Regions from separate parts of the Ovis aries genome. Here region 1 is linked to region 2. A link is a contact called in public Hi-C data. All regions are on one chromosome and are shown on one strand. The core of a region is the stretch at or near the end of the contact, and the rest is flanking DNA. Distances in the headings are between cores, read along the strand shown. Region 1 overlaps ZNFX1 (zinc finger NFX1-type containing 1). Region 2 holds the start of DDX27 (DEAD-box helicase 27).

The links. A called contact is a pair of places that touch in the nucleus more often than the background predicts.
Region 1: a Hi-C map of liver shows a contact between it and region 2, with 1.7 times the contacts expected there. The contact joins the enhancer-like site here to the promoter of DDX27 in region 2. A contact is called at or near these places in 2 of 16 Hi-C or Micro-C datasets (blood and liver).

Annotation. Positions count from the first base shown.
Region 1 is chr13:77,365,683-77,369,989 of ARS-UI_Ramb_v3.0, reverse strand. ZNFX1 (zinc finger NFX1-type containing 1) reads left to right here. Exons shown (of 14, transcript XM_027977309.2): 3 at 2,655-4,307. Among named protein-coding and RNA genes, the nearest start is that of ZNFX1, 5.6 kb to the left of the region's middle. Within about 2 kb of position 1,624, at least 9 of the 54 cell types and tissues checked have an H3K27ac peak or open chromatin away from gene starts, as enhancers often do. A contact at or near this core is called in liver, where this site is marked.
Region 2 is chr13:77,324,203-77,328,571 of ARS-UI_Ramb_v3.0, reverse strand. DDX27 (DEAD-box helicase 27) reads right to left here and starts at 3,028. Exons shown (of 21, transcript XM_027977308.2): 1 at 2,895-3,028; 2 at 1,494-1,640. The coding sequence starts at 2,987.

The DNA.
Region 1 (4,307 bases), core at 375-2,874, 43 kb before region 2:
CAAATAATATCATTTGATTATAATTGAATATATTTTATTATTATAGTTCTTTTCTTGGAGTTTTTTCCTTCTAGTTTTATGGAAATATAATTGACATATAGCACTGTGTAAGTTTAAGGTATATAGCATAATAATTTGACTTAAATATATATCATGAAATGATTATCAGAATAAGTTTAGTGAACATCCATCATCTCATATAGAGACAAAACCAAAGAAACAGAAAAAAGTTTTTTCCTTGTGATAAAGGAAAAAATTAGGATTTTTAGGGTAAATCTTAGGATTTACTCTCTTAAAAACTTTAATATATAATATATAGCAGTGTTAACTACATTTATTGTGTTGTACATTATTTCTCTACTATTTATTAATCTTATAACTGGGGGTTTGTACCTCTTAATCTGCCTCACCTACTTCTCTTCTTCCCCTACTTCCCTCCCCGCTGGTAATCACCTGTTTATTCTCTGTATCTATAATTTTGTTTCTTTTTGTGTGTGTTTGTTCATTTCTTTTGTTTTTTTAAAGTTCCACATATAAGTAAAGTCATAGAGTATTTGTCTTTCTCTGCCTTATTTCATTTACCGTAATACCCTCTAGGTCCACCCTTGTTGTTAAAAACTGTAAGATTTAGTTCTTTTTATAGCTGAGTTATAGTCCATTGTGTGTGTGTGTGTGTGTACACCCCACATCTTCTTTCTTAATTTACTCAGGCTGCTTCCATATCTTGGCTATTGTAAATAATGCTGTGAAGAATATAAGTGTGCACCTGCCTTTTCTAATTAGTGTTCATAGTACTTCAGCAATTTCAATTTTGTGTTTATTCCCTGGAAGTATTCAGTATTATCATTTTCAGATGTTACCAATATAAAAAATTTTAATGAGGTTTTTAACTTTTTTTCTGTTAAGGCTTCAAAATTCCATGTGTCAGTTTACACATCTTAATTCAGACTAGTCACATTTAAGATGCTTAATAGCTACACATAGCTAGTAGCTATGTGTTTGATGGTATGTGTATAGAGTCCTAGTCACCAAAGCAAAGTTAGTTCCAAAAACATCACTCAATTGCAATGATTATTCTGTTTGCTCAGAACTAAAACAAAACTGAATGGAGCCTTGCCTTTTCCTAAGTTTGCAATATATCCTCCAAATTTTAGTTGTGGAACAGATGAGGAAGAACTGTAGAATATTATTTTATGAGCTATGTGAATGTTGAAAGGTTGAGAAATAATACAATTTTCCATTCTTCCAAAACATTGTCTTCTAATCAGACCAGCATTAAAAGTAGGGCTTTTTACCAGTATTAAAAGTAGGACTAAATTTAATGATATCTTGGGAGTCTGAAAAGTAAATGTAAAAGCAACAGTTACAAGGAAATATGTACATTAGTAGATTTTTTTTGGATCTGACGACATGAAATGGCACAGTCGTCTTGAATATGATATTCATTTGAAACTTTCATAACATTTGTTATCATCAAATCATTGCATACAGTCTTATTTTGTTTATTTGTTTTTAAACTCTCCAAGTCATTCTGCTAAATTGGGTCAGCTCCAGACTCAGTTTTAGAGGAAAGGAAAGTGAAAGAAAATGGGCTTGGGTAGATTGGCCAAGGTCACTTATGAAATGTGTGGCAGATCAAGAAAGACACGTTCAGCCTCATCCACAGGATGGCGTTAGCTTTCCTGTGTCTGCTGGGCACCTCTGCTCTTCTGCAGACCTCCTTGTCTGAGGATTGGGAATAGAGAAGTACTATGTAGACGAACTCGTGCTGCAGAAAGGAGGAAGAGTTAAGTTTCATTTTTCAGTTTCCTGAATCAAAGTTTGAGTTTCATTTTTCAGACCTGAAACAGAATTTGAGTTTCGTTTTTCGGTTTCCTTCACAATCTATTATTTGGCTCAAAAACATCTTGGGAAAGGAAGTCCTACCTTCCCCTTTGCCATCTGATACTGAGCAAAGTTCAAATATATATTTCCCTGTATACTTTTACCCCGCTTGATGCCACTGTTGCCTGTGACCTAATTGTTTAGAGACAGAAACTATGGCCCTAGAAATCAATAGAGTTTTCCCAATAAAAAATGATTAGTATTTCTGCTAGTAATAACTAACATTTAATGAGAGCTCTTTATATGTCAGATAGTATACTAAGCATCTTATAAACATTTAATGTTTACAGCAACCCAGATAGTGAGGCTTAGAGAAATTATACAACTTAGCCAAGGTTGTACAGTAGGGAAGTCCCTAGACCAAGATTTGAATCAGGTCTGTTTGACTATGAAACTCATGCTTTCACTATTATTTGGTATTGGCAAGAGGCTGAGAAAATAAGATGATCTCTTTGAGCCCCTGAAATAATCCCAGCTTATGAAGATTAAATGAGTAATTATTTCTGTCATGTATGAGGTACTCAACAAATGTTTATTCCCTTTTTCCTTTTTGTACCCTCTGAAAAAACAGTATTTTCATAATGTGTACAGCAACCATAGTAATCTATTTTATATTTATTACATGACTTGGTAGGAAACCTTTTTTCTCTCCAAATAAAACCTAAGCTTCTCAGTTGTTTTGGAAAATAAAAGTATGTTCATATTGTTGTACTATTGGATTTTCTTGCATCTTGATTTTTATGTTTGCCCCAAATTCCCATTGTGTTTAGGACCTATGGATGGAGAATTACCACCAAGAGCTAGAAATCAGGCCAATAACCCACCAGCCAATAATCTCAGAGGAGGAGCCAGCCAGCCCGGAAGGCATCCCAGGGCCAACAACCATCCTTTTCCTCATCGGCAAAGAGAAGAGAGGTTTGGGGCCATGGGCAGGAACCCACATCAGGGAAGGAGGAATCAGGAAGGGCATACCAATGACGAGCCTAGAGGCCAAAGACATGGTCAGGAAAATGATAACAGGAGGAGAAATGGCAACCAGGAGGGAAGGAACCGCAGACCCCCACCACGATCTGATGAAAACTTCCAGCAGTGGCGGACCCCCCAGCAAAAACCTGCAGAACAGCCACAGCAGGTGAAGAAACTGGGCTACAAGTTCCTGGAAAGTCTTCTGCAAAAAGACTCCTCTGAGGTGGTCATCACCCTTGCCACATGTTCGGGACTGAAGGAACTCTTGTCTCATTCTTTTATGAAGTCCAGCTTGCTTGAGCTCGTCTGCCAGGTTGTTCGGAAGGCTTGCAGTTCCAGAATGGACCGCCACAGTGTTCTTCATGTCCTGGGCATGTTGAAGAATTCCAAATTCCTCAAAGTCTGCTTGCCAGCTTATGTGGTAGGGATGATCACTGAACCCCTCCCTGAAGTTCGAAACCAGTATCCAGAACACATTAGCAATATCATCTCCCTCCTCCAGGACCTTGTAAGTGTCTTCCCTGCCAGCTCTGTGCAGGAAACTTCCATGCTCATTTCTCTCTTGCCAGCTTCTCTTAATGCTTTGAGGGCCTCTGGTGTTAACATAAAAGAGGAGACAGAGAAGAACCTGGAAAAGGTCCAGACCATCATTGAACATCTGCAGGAAAAGAGGCGAGAGGGCACTTTAAGAGTGGACACCTACACTCTTGTGCAGCCCAAGGCAGAAGACCATGTTGAGAGCTACCGGACCATGCCCATTTACCCCACTTACAATGAAGTGCACTTGGATGAGAGGCCATTCCTTCGCCCCAACATTATTTCTGGAAAATATGACAGCACTGCTGTCTATCTAGATACCCACTTCAGACTCCTACGAGAGGATTTTGTCAGACCCCTACGAGAGGGCATTTTGGAACTTCTCCAAAGCTTTGAAGACCAAGGCCTGAGGAAGAGAAAGTTTGATGACATCCGAATCTACTTTGATACCAGGATTATCACCCCCATGTGTTCATCGACAGGTATTGTCTACAAGGTGCAATTTGACACAAAACCACTGAAGTTTGTCCGCTGGCAGAACTCCAAGCGATTGCTCTATGGGTCCTTAGTGTGCATGTCCAAGGACAACTTTGAGACGTTTCTTTTTGCTACTGTGTCTAACCGGGAGCAGGAAGATCTCTGCCGAGGAATTGTCCAGCTCTCTTTCAATGAGCAGAGCCAACAGCTGCTCGCAGACGTCCAGCCCTCTGACTCTTTCCTCATGGTGGAGACAACCGCCTACTTTGAGGCCTATAGGCACGTCCTGGAAGGACTCCAGGAAGTCCAAGAGGAAGATGTCCCCTTCCAGAGGAACATCGTGGAGTGTAACTCTGATGTGAGGGAGCCAAGGTACTTGCTCATGGGGGGCAGATATGATTTCACTCCGTTAATAAAGAATCCCTCAGCCACTTGGGAATCTC
Region 2 (4,369 bases), core at 1,779-4,278:
GTTCAATTATTTGTCTAGTTATTTTCTATCCTGCTAGAATGTAAGCTCTATAAGACTTAAGAATATAAGTCTTTAATTACATGAATTTCATATGAAAAGAAAAAAAAAATCCTTCCAAGATGACTTTGAAAAGGCAATGCTGTTTCATTTCAGTCAGAACAAGGACCAGCAGTTCAGTTCAGTTCAGTCACTCAGTCATGTCCGACTCTTTGCTACCCCATGGACTGCAGCACACCAGGCTTCCCTGTCCATCACCAACTCCTGGGGTTTACTCAAACCTATGTCCATCCAGTGATGCCATCCAACCATTTCATCTCTGTTGTCCCCTTCTCTTCCCACCTTCAATCTTACCCAGGATCAGGGTCTTTTCCAGTCAGTTCTTCACATCAGGAGGCCAAGTATTGGAGTTTCAGCTTTAACATCAGCCCTTCCAATGAATATTCAGGACTGATTTCCTTTAGGATGGACTGGTTGGATCTCTTTTCAGTTCAAGGGACTCTCAAGAGTCTTCTCCAAAACCACAGTTCAAAAGCATCAATTCCTTGGCACTCAGCTTTCTTTATAGTCCAACTCTCACATCCATACATGACTACCGGAAAAACCATAGCTTTGACTAGACGGACCTTTGTTGGCAAAGTAGTGTCTCTGCTTTTTAATATGCTATCTAAGTTGGTTATAACTTTTCTTCCAAGAAGCGTCTTTTAATTTCATGGCTGCAGTTGCCGTCTGCGGTGATTTTGGAGCCCCAAAAAATAAAGTCTGACACTGTTTCCATTGTTTCCCCATCTATTTCCCATGAAGTGATGGGACTGGATGCCACGATCTTAGTTTTCTGAATGTTGAGTTTTAAGCCAATTTTTTCCCTCTCCTCTTTCACTTTCAAGAGGCTCTTTAGTTCTTCTTCACTTTCTGCCACAATGGTGGTGTCATCTGCATATCTGAGGTTATTGATATTTCTCCTGACAGACCAGCAGAGTCTGGATTAAACTGCTCTGAGCAGGCAATAATTCTCTCTGAAGCACATGAAATGGGAAAGAACTTTCAAGCATCATCTAGCTTGTTAATAACCACATTCAAAGGAAAGCACAGGATTTTGGCAAATAAGCAGATGACAACATCTGTGGTGGTTTTGCCTGTGATGTGTGGGAACCAGAAATCCTAAACACTAAGGTCACCTGAGATCACCTGACAAGTGGCAGAAAGTAACAGTCTCTGTGGGACTGCATCAAGCCTTCAAAAACCCCACTACCAAGGAAATCTGCTGGACTGTTCTTTGTAATAAACTGACATTAAAAAGGTTTCTTTCTAATACTCAAAACAAGAAATGAACATCTAGAAAAGAGACCATTTTAACACAGCTATGTCCATTTTTTAAGTCAATCAATTGATATGTGACATTTGGTATTCCTACAACACTGGACCCTGAAACCCAGTGTCCAACCTTAACTGTGTCCGATTCTCAGCCTGGAACTGCCTATCACTGTCAATCTCACCTTCTTCTTGAGCTGGCTTAGGACATCGGCCATGGCCCAGCTGCCATCGTACATTCCCTCCTTCTCAGTGAAAACAAAGTCAGGGTTGAAATCAGCACTGCGGTTCTTCTGTAAGGCTTTCTGCTTTCTGCCCAACACAATGGGCCCCTGGGAAGAGGGAGAAGAAGGATGACTATGGGACTAAGATGAAAGAACACCAGAAAGAGAAGAAGGAAATGAGGGACTTCCTTGGTGGTCCAGTGGCTAAGACTCCACCCTCCCCATGCAAGGGACCCGGGTTCAATTCCTGGTCAGGGAACTAGATCCCAGATGCAGCAACTAAAAGATCCCTGTGCTATACAGAAGGACCTTGTTGCTTCTCCATCTTATATATATAATAGTTTGCATCTGCTAATCCCAAATTCCTAATCCGTCCTTCCCTGCCACAAGTCTGCTCTCTATATTTGTGTCATATTTTAGATTCCACATGTAAATGATAACTTTTCTCTGACAGTTTTCCATTCTCAAAGTGAAAAGATCATTCTGGCTGCTAAGTGGAAAATATACTGTGGGGGAAGAGGGAGGCAAGAGAAACAGCTAGAGACCAGGTATATTAAGATTGTAGGTAACCAGGTACAAGATGGTAGTGGGCTGGACTAGAGTGGAAGCAGTGTGGACTGAGCCCGGAAGACACTGAAGAGAGATTTCCAAGGTAGCCTACAGAGCATTGGAGGGGAGAGAGGAGAAAGAAGTTGCATGACTGCAGGGTTTCTGGTGTGAGATGGAGCAGGTTGGCAGGGTGAGGGAGACCCAAGAGTTCAGCTTTGAAAAAACTGAACCCTTAGAGGCCAAGGGACCCCCAAACGGAGGTGTCAGTAGGCAGATGAAGCCGCAGAGGGGGAAATACTTGAGCTGGATCTTTAAAGGGTGAGCACCTTTCCAGGACACCTATGCCTTTTTAATCGCCATCCTGACTAAGTCTCTTAACTCCCCATCCATAAGCTTCAGGAGAGCGGTTTCCTTGTCTACCCTGTTCACCGCTATGCCCTGGATGCTCAACACTAGGTGTAACGCACGTAAATCAGTTCAGTCAGTACTGACTTAATGAATGCATGGTAACACGGCTCCTTGAATTAGAACCAGGACTGACTCCGTCTCTGGATCTCTATGACACAGGCCTGGATTAAACTTCAGTTCAGTGAATGGGTACGAAGCTCATCAAGGCGACACGGAACGGCATGGGCACAGATGAGGAAAGGCTAGTGGCAACCACCGGGGGTCCAGGTGAGGCCCAGGGACACTTGGCAGCCGGGCAGAGGATGCCGAGGACCTGGGGACAGGAACCTGAGGCACGGCGGAGAAGGGAAGCAGTCAAGGACAGCAACTGCCTGCCGCCGCGCTGCCACCCTGATCGGCCCGTACCTCCTCCTCCTCGTCCTCAGAGTCCGTCTCCGGCTCCACCTGCACGTCCTCATCTTCACCTATGGTCCCGATGAAGCCCAGTTCCGAGAGCATGGTGCCTCGGCAACCACTTCCGGAAAGCAGCGCGGCGCGCCGGCCGATTCACACACTTCCGCCCCCCTCGGGTCGTCAATGCAAACGTGCTGACGTCACTTCCCCTCGGCGCCCTCCTCTGCCGGTGCCCGCCCAAACTCTGGGAGCGCGCATGCGTTCTTTGCTTGACGAAACGGAGACTCGTAAATTCTGTTTTGTTGGTGCTTGGGAAACGGTGGGGTGGTTAGAGGAGTGTGTGAGGAGGAAGTCTACAGAGATGCGTGGATAACCCCATATATTTCTGTACAAAGAATTGTGAAAGAAAAGTACAGTAAAACAGCTACTAGTGATTGTCTCTGGGTAGTAGAATTTATAGGTGATCTTTATTTTCGTCTTAGATTTTTTTTTTCCCCCAATAAGCATTTATTTTCATCAGTTCGGTCGCTCAGTCGTGTCCGACTCTTTGCAACCCCGTGGACTGCTGCACGCCAATCCTCTCTGTCCCTCACCAACTCCAGGAGCTTACTCAAACATGTCTTTTTATTTTCATAAAAAAGAAAAAATTAAGAATAGATCAAATTGCCAACATCCGCTGGATCATGGAAAAAGCAAGAGAGTTCCAGAAAAAATTCTATTTCTGCTTTATTGACTATGCCAAAGCCTTTGACCGTGTGGATCACAATAAACTGTGGAAAATTCTTCAAGAGATGGGAATACAGACCACCTGACCTGCCTCTTGAGAAATCTGTATGCAGGTCAGGAAGCAGCAGTTAGAACTGGACATGGAACAACAGACTGGTTCCAAATAGGAAAAGGAGTATGTCAGGGCTGTATATTGTTACCCTGCTTATTTAACTTCTATGCAGAGTACATCATGAGAAACGCTGGGCTGGAAGAAGCACAAGCTGAAATGAAGATTGCCGGGAGAAATATCAATAACCTCGGATATGCAGATTACACCACCTTATGGCAGAAAGTGAAGAGGAACTAAAAAGCCTCTTGATGAAAGTGAAAGTGGAGAGTGAAAAAGTTGGCTTAATGCTCAACATTCAGAAAACGAAGATCATGGCATCCGGTCCCATCACTCCATGGGAAATAGATGGGGAAACAGTGGCAGACTTTATTTTGTCGGGCTCCCAAATCACTGCAGATGGTGACTGCAGCCATGAAATTAAAAGCTGCTTACTCCTTGGAAGAAAAGTTATGACCAACCTAGATAGTATATTCAAAAGCAGAGACATTACTTTGCCGACTAAGGTCTGTCTAGTCAAGGCTATGGTTTTTCCTGTGGTCATGTATGGATGTGAGAGTTGGACTGTGAAGAAGGCTGAGCACCGAAGAATTGATGCTTTTGAACTGTGGTGTTGGAGAAGACTCTTGAGAGTCCCCTGGACTGCAAGGAG